Linked DNA regions of Arachis hypogaea: region 1 is linked to region 2. Evidence: chromatin contacts called from public Hi-C data. All regions are on one chromosome and are shown on one strand. Each heading gives the region's core, a stretch centred on a gene start, on an enhancer-like site or on the middle of the called end of the contact. The rest is flanking DNA. Distances are from core to core; before and after follow the strand shown.

Evidence for each region. Hi-C and Micro-C count contacts between places; a contact is called where the count stands out from the background.
Region 1: a Hi-C map of leaf shows a contact between it and region 2, with 1.5 times the contacts expected there. The contact joins the promoter of LOC112784640 here to the enhancer-like site in region 2. A contact is called at or near these places in 2 of 8 Hi-C or Micro-C datasets (both in leaf).

Annotation. Positions count from the first base shown.
Region 1 is chr20:44,281,705-44,285,825 of arahy.Tifrunner.gnm2.J5K5, reverse strand. It overlaps LOC112784640 (jasmonate-induced oxygenase 2), which reads right to left and starts at 2,043. Exons shown (of 3, transcript XM_025827926.3): 1 at 1,223-2,043; 2 at 196-529. The coding sequence starts at 1,692. LOC112782247 reads left to right here and starts at 4,015. Exons shown (of 4, transcript XM_072229697.1): 1 at 4,015-4,121.
Region 2 is chr20:44,080,514-44,084,778 of arahy.Tifrunner.gnm2.J5K5, reverse strand. LOC112785145 (protein LATERAL BRANCHING OXIDOREDUCTASE 1) reads right to left here. Exons shown (of 3, transcript XM_025828588.3): 2 at 3,422-3,752; 3 at 1,322-1,672. The coding sequence ends at 1,415. Among protein-coding and RNA genes, the nearest start is that of LOC112785145, 3.3 kb to the right of the region's middle. Within about 2 kb of position 2,523, at least 1 of the 3 cell types and tissues checked has open chromatin away from gene starts, as enhancers often do.

The DNA.
Region 1 (4,121 bases), core at 794-3,293, 200 kb before region 2:
TTTAATTACGTTTAAAAAAATTATATCTAATATTCAGCTATTTTTATTACGTTTTAAATTTTGAAAAAAAAGTAAAATTATTCTTTTTTAAGTGATATAAATTTAAATTTTCCACAGTACGTGTAGCAGCATATCCTACAAAAAATTTCCACAATATAGTGTATAAACTATAGTTATAGTGGCACTAATTAGTACCTGCATAATATCACCAACATTGATGATATAAGTATTGGGGGTTGGTTCCACTCTGACCCACTCTTGGTCCGTCTTGTGTTTGAGTTTGACTTCAAGCCCTCCAACATCATCTTGGGCAAGAATGGTTAAGGGACCAGGGTCCTTGTGTCGACCCACACCAAGAGCTAGGTGAGGGTAAGGGCATGGAGGATAGTGATTCAATCTAATAAAGCTGGTTTGTTCTTTAAAGAATTCTTCAAATCTCTTAACTTCGAGGCCTAAGCTCATGGCTATAAGCTCCATCAACTTGCGTGCTAGCTTTTCCATCTCTTCAATATACTCTTTAATTATATCTCTAAACATCATTTTGTAAAGAGAAAGTGTCACGTTATTTGAATATCTAGAAATTAATGTTAAATAATTGACATATAAAATTGTATTTGGATTCTATCTCTCACGCAAAAAATACAAAACTAAGATATTATGGGAAATTAAACTTTTGGAACTTTTGCAACTAATATATTCAGTCAACCTTTTCATTACGCGGAATTTTTTAATATAGAGAATATATCAAATTTGAATTTTGGTTTTTTTTTTTTTTCACAATCAAACAACGTCTGCGTTCACTATATATCTTTATAAAGAATATTCTGTCAATTTTATTATTTTTGACAAAAAAAAATATAATTACAAAATTAAAAATAATCTATAAATCTAATATAAAAAAATATAAAAATTTAATTATAAATTTAATAAAATTATAGAAAATAACAAGTAATTAAACTTTTTTAAAATAATATGTTTAAAAACCTTTATTTTCTTTAATTGTTACATATATTTGACCGTTATATTTAGTCATGTTAACAAAAATAATTATATTTATAATAAATATATGAATAGTAATTATCTAAAATAATGAACGTAATTAATTAGATAATTATGTAAAATATTTTATATTAACGTGTGAAATGTATCAAAATTAATCTATATTTTTAAAAGAAATAAAAAAGTAAATTAAATATGTTTAATTTTATGGCGATGAAAATACCTGAAACCTGGAGGATAGTGAGGAGATTTATTAGTCCAGTGAACGAGTCTGTCATCAGATTCATGAGAAGTGAGAGGAACAAGGGTTGGATCTTTTGTAAGAAAATCAAAGACTTCCTTCCAATCCCTAACATTCTTTGTATGCTCAGTGTCATAGTAACCGCTTGGAGACGTTTCATCTCTGCTAACCTTCTTCTTATCTTCCAAGCTTTGTGCAAAGAACTTCTTGGAAGCTTCCTGAAGCTTCTCCCTCAGAGGGATGGAAACACCGTGGTTTATAACTTGGAAGAATCCCCATTCCTTGCACGCGCTTCCGATCTCCTTCACCAGCGCGTCCATGGAAGAAGGACAAGGGTTGGTTGTTGTTACTGGGGAGAGGTCGATCAATGGAATTCCTTGAGCTTGGGTTATGGAGAGACCCGGTCTGTGTTGTGGGTCTTGGACGAAAGCTTGGTCGATGTCTACTCCCATGGCTGTGTGCTATGCTATACTATGATGATGATGATGATGATGATGATGAATTGTGATGATATATTACTTTCAAGTGTGAGTGTGTAAGTAGGAATGAGTTTTTGTGCTAGGTGACTCACTTTCTTTCATTTCTCCAATTATTGATTTCTTAAACGAAAAGTTCATTCATTCTTTCTAGAAGAAAAAAGTTATACAAAATCACAAGACTTTTTACCACAAATTCATATGAAATTATATTGATTTTTAAAAATATTATTTGTAGAATAAAATTATTTACTAAAATTAGTTATTATGTATTTATTTAAAAATATGTGTATAATTTAATTAATTTTAATATGTATTTTATATTTTAACTAAAATTTTAGTAATTGATTTTGATGTATATTTAGTATATGTCGTATATATTATTATATTTTTCTTCCTTATTTTTATTTTTTGTGTGATTAATATTAACGTGGAAAAAGAAAAAAATATATTTATACATGTGAAGTGGTTCTTGAGAATTTTTTAAAGAGGAACTAATTTATCAGTTTTTAAAACATATATTAACAACGAATTATGTAAGACAACTCAGCTACTAATTAATGGTGTAAACTAACAAAGAGATTTATACATTTACTTGCCAAAATACATATTAATAATAAAAAATTAACAAATTAATAATTAAATGTCCGAAGCCAAAAAAAAAAGATCTTTGAGATTCCATTTTGGATACTACTTATTGTATTTGATGTAAAATGAGTTAATAGTTAAATTGTCTTTAAAAGATAAATTATTTTTTAAATTCATCTCTGAAATATTTTTTTAATTAAATTATTCTTTTAAAAATTACGAATTAATTATATCTATCCTTCAATTATTCCACTCATAATTTTTGTCAATAATTGATGATGTGAAATATTAATTGATAACATACATGACATATAATATGTTTAATTAGAGTTGGCTAAATATATTTACGAAAATCTATCAATTTAGTCGTTAAGTCATATTAGAAATCGAATTTTCGTAATTGAAAAAAAATGACTAAATTAATAAATTTTCATAAATATATTTTGTCAATATCCAATTAGACATTCAGGTATTATATATATTATCAATTAACGTTTTACAACATTAATTTTTAAAGAAAATTGTTAATAGTGACTGGAGGACAAATATTATTAATTCGCAATTTTTAAAAGATCAATTTAATCAAAAAAATCTTTTAGTAATAAATTTAAAAAATACCTTATCTTTTTTTAGGAACTAATTTAATTATTAACCCAAACTAAAATATATGTGGGAAAGCCATCATTCTATTTCATAAATGTATTTGACGCACGTTAAATATTTTTTCAAAAGATTAATAAGAGTAGCTACTAAAAATACTGAATATTAAAAATTAGTTATCAAATAAATTATTAGATATTTATTTATATTTATATATGTTGGTTTATATATTTTTTTAATAAAGTAATTAACTACTAAAAAATTGAAATCTATCTGTCATAATAAAATAATTAAATTTATTATATATAGAAAAATAATCAAATATTCTATAATAACATAATTAAATTTTTTTATAAACACTAAATATGTATTTTTTTTTATATAGTAGAAAGTATTATTGCCAAGATATTTTTCACATAGTTTTTATTTTGGAAATATATTGGGGAGATTTTAAGGAATTCATTTCTATGATTATTGCTGCTTCAAGTAGATTCATTGAATGAGGACTAGATTTCGAATTTTATGTCTTTTTCATTTGTTTTCAGAATAGATACTTATACTATCACTAGATCAGTGGTGGAGCCACTTAGTGGAGAAGGGACAATGACTTCTTCTTAAATTTTAATTTTTTACATGTAAATTTTAGTTTTAGTCTTTTTTTAATTTTATTTTAATTTTATTTTATTGTGTAAATATTTTTGGTCTTCTTTTAATATTTTATCTAATTCTGTTCCTGCACTACATTTTTTTAATTAACATCAATACATCCTAATTAGTTCTTGTATATATGTGTAGGAAAGGAATAAATAAGTTTTTAGAAATGTATTATTTTCCACATATAAATCATTTTTCACTACAAGTCTATACAAATTATTTATATTCACGCGTGTACGTTTTTTTTCGTACCGTTACTACATGTTGTAAGAATAATAGCCAATAAATTGATTATTAATCCAAAAATTTAGAAAATGAAATTTTATAGTTTAATGAGATAGAACTAATTAAAATAAGAATTTTAACACTAATTTTAAAGAATTTGACCCAAAATTAAACCGAACCAGGCCCAAAATGGGGCCAAGCTAAGGACCCATCCAACCCACTTAATTGAATGAGCTCGCTTCTTCCTCATGCATGCTGAAACGCTAAAGCTCAGCCAAGGAAAGGGAAGAACACCTTCCAAACACACAAACCCTCACTTAGATATTCAAATCCAAATA
Region 2 (4,265 bases), core at 1,274-3,773:
AAAAGATCCCGAATTCTTGGGTCGAGGAGGCTGAATTGGACTTGCAGACAAGATTCGTCATTGGGCCACTAAAACTAAAACCACTTTTTTATTTTGATATACATTTATGATTGACTTTTTTATATATGTATAAGATAATTGGAATTAAGTAAAAAGTTTTACTGTTTAAAATATTTTATACATTAAAATTTAAAAATTATAAATATATATTTGTTATTAAATTTTTTAAATTTTAGTATCTTTAACTTATATCCTAATTAGACACAGATTTTAGTCTATATATCTATGTGATAGAAGAATAATAATAATAACAACTTTTTTTTTTTTGACCAATCTATAGTAATTAGAGATAGAGGATCGAGATAGGACAAAAAGGAAAACAAGTGTATAAGACTCCACTTATATGACGTGTCAACCACAATGCTAAACGGTACCACTCGAACAAAAAATAATAGAGTCATGTTGGCTAATAAATATTATTATTTTTTATTAATATTTAATTAATAATAATTTATATTTATAATTATAAAAATTGTATACATACAAATTATAATTATATATATATATATATATATATATTAAAATTTTATATACATAAATCAATATATTTGTATCTATATTGTTTAAAGTTTGTAAATATAAACTAGTAACATTTATTTATTAAAAAATTTTAATATTTATACCAAATAATAAAAAATACTAAAATTATTAATTCTAAGAATGTTTTAAAATAATATTTAAATTGATATTTTTTAAAAGTTCTAAAAAATTACTTTTGTCGAATAAACTGATCATTCCGTTACTTTTAGTTAAATTTTTAAAAAAACATATTCGTATTAAAAGAAAAATATTTTCATTTAGATTTCAAAACATCATTATTCACCTTATTTATTTTTAGCAAAAAGAGTGTATTAATATGCTAGTGTCATCGTCCACATGAACAAAGTTAAGTTAATAATAACAAAGATCGACATATAGTAAAAATAAAATGGACGAGACACTGTTATGTATGATAGAGAAAAACGTTGAAAATTAATCTGTGTATTAATTTTTCTTGAGAATTAAAATGTCGGTTTTTAAAATCCTTGGGAGTGAATTTGGGTAACTACTCTAAATTTTATCATAAGACAATTAGATCCCAAAAATATAACTATATATAAAATAAATTTGTTCTTTTTTAAAATGACAGAAAAACCAATATATTTGGTGAGATTGTGAAAAAAATTTTAAAATTTGTAGAGAATAAAAATTTATTGGAGATAAAAGTGTTTATCTAAAATTATTTTTTAAAAACCGATTTAAATATTTATTCAATTATAAATTTAAATAACTAAATTTATATTTATTATTAGTAACACATAAGTTTTCATATTTTATTACAAATAGATTCATACTTATATATTATATCTTAGCTTTAAGCTAGTTTATAATCATGAATTTGAAGGTTGTCCTTATTTTGTTTCTTGAAATCGTTGATCATTCGGTATAGAAGAAATTTGCCGGATTTATATGGCCTATATTTTGGAGGGTTTTGGTCATTTATCAGCTCCTCCAATGGCTTCACTTCGGTGTCATGTGCAGGGAAAAAGAAATATGGAATTGAAAACCTTTCACTCTCACAGTTAACCATTGCTCTGTGTTCCACACTCTCATATCTATCATTGCTCCACACCTACGTGAATCATATAGACAGAAAAGCAAATACAAAATTAGTTCGTTATACAGGTCTTTTAGAATTTATTTAAAAGCAACAAAAAAGAATGATGTAGTGGTTATTGTTCCAGTAATTCGAGAGTGAAAATACCAAAATAATAAAGAAAAAATAACAATAAACAAAAGATCTTTTTGACCAAAAAAAAAAAAGCTTAATTTTAATTTAATCAAATAACTAAAATTAAAAAAGAATAGAACGTTGGAGATAAAAATAAGATGTTTTAAATATTACAAACAAAATTAAAATTTAACTTAAATGTTAGGGACTGAAGCATATAATATTTTAAAATTAAATTTAATGTATATAACTGAAGATTTAAGTAAATATATCTAAACAAGGATTTACTATTTTGACCTTCTAAAAATTAATTTAACGATAAAATTAAATTTGCAAAAGTTGAAAATTATTTCTTAGGAGATGAAAACGAAAGATTCGCCCAAAGTAAACAACGACAATATAAAGGATCAAATTAAAAAACAGTAGCAATTTACTTTAGAATAAAACAGACATAAGACAATAAAAAGAACTCTAAAAAGAAAAACACAAGAAACATTAAAATCTTTCAAATCTCATGGTATATCAGTCTCTAAGAATCTGATATTAAACTAATTAATCTTTCGAAATTAAAACGATAATATGCTCAACTAAATTTTACCCTTACTATTGGTTCTAAAAAACAATTCCATTATTTATGTATTTAAGTTCTATAGAAAGCCCATTATTTTAAGAAAAAATGCAGTCCCAAAGAGTCAAAAAAGATCCTGCAACGGATCCATTATCATTGTCCAAAAAGGTTGTTTGTCGCTAGTCCAATATAACAAAACCATATGCCCTTTAATCAGCCTCAATGAGCTATGCCACACAAGATCCTCATGTTTGGCGATAAAAAGGAGAAAAATCTCATTTTGGTCCCGAGCCATTTTTATAAGTGATTTATTTTTTTAAAAAACAGTTTTATTAGATAGAAAATTATTTTTGTAAATAATATAAACAATAAATTTTAAAATTAGTTCAATAAAACAAAAAACATACACTACGTCTCTGTAAAAATTACGAAAATCACAAATAAAAAAGGGAGACATATGTATAACTGCATTATTCACTAAATTTATTGTTTACTTATACTATTCCTTTTAAAAAACAAAAATGTCATGCCGACCTTTATTTATTTGTACTGTTGGACATTTTGTTCATAATCTAAAATCAAAAGATTTTGTTCATAATCGACTAACCATAAACACAATTAGGACTACTTATGGAATCACCATTAAGCCTCTAAAAAAAAAAAAGGAATATTGGGATCTACAACAGCCAATGTCACTCTTAGCTTCTCCAGATATCATCGTTCTCTCACTCCACTTCCATAAACGGTCATTGGAAGGTGAGAATTGATCTGTGCAGTCCATAATTCTCCGTTAGAGTTTCACATTTACGGACAAGGTTTGAACTTTGAAGTTGCGAGGGGGCAAAACGCAAGCGTTTTAATGACCCGATAGTAAACTGTGTCCTAAACAATTTGTGCAATGACACGTGTGCAGCTATCGTTACAACTAAGATTGTGTTGTTTATATTTGACCGAAAATTTTATAGAGGCTAGGATATAAATATCAAAAACTAAAAGAAATATTTAAAAACAATTTAAGGACCAATTTATAGTTTTACTCTATCATCTTCCATAATCTTCCAAACAATTGAAAGTAGTTGTACCTGAATAATGTCACCAAGGTTGATGATATAATCATTTGACTTTGGTTTCACTCTAATCCACTCTTGGTTTGTCTTACGTTTCACTTCAAGTCCTTCAACCTCATCTTGAGCAAGAATGGTTAAAGCACTTTCATCCTTGTGTGGGCCAACTCCAAGAGCAAGGTGAGGGAAAGAGCATGGAGGATAATAATTAAGGCGAATAAAGCTGGTTTGTCCTCTAATGAAAAATCTCTCAAATCTCTTAGCTTCAAGGCCTAAGCTCATAGCTATAAGCTCCATCAACTTGTAGGCTAGCTTCTCCATCTCTTCAATATATTCTTGGATTATATCTCTAAATATTCATTTTGAAAACAAATAAATCATTTTCTAATCAAATATACATAATGCTGAATACCAAGAATAAGAAACTAAAAGATAATTCTTTTTTCTTTTTCACAGAAATTGATTGGATATAAAAATTATCTCTAAATATCTACGTATAAATGAAGTGAAAAATAAATAATTACATTTCAATGTCATAAAATTAAAAAAAAAATAATTTTCTTTTATTTAGTAACTAATAAGAATAATGTTTTGGAAAGTAATTAATTAATTTTATATATATATAATCTTTTCTAAAAATTTAAATTGTTAACTATAAATATCACAATAATTATATATTTAACGTACTCTTTTATGAAAAACTTTTTTGAAATTGAAATAATAAATATAATACAAAATGTTTATTTTACTTATAATAATAAAACAAAAATAATTAACAATCATAACTCATATTTTTAATTATATTTTTAATTTCTAAATAAAAAAATATTTAGAATTTTTAATTCTTTTAACATTTTAAAAA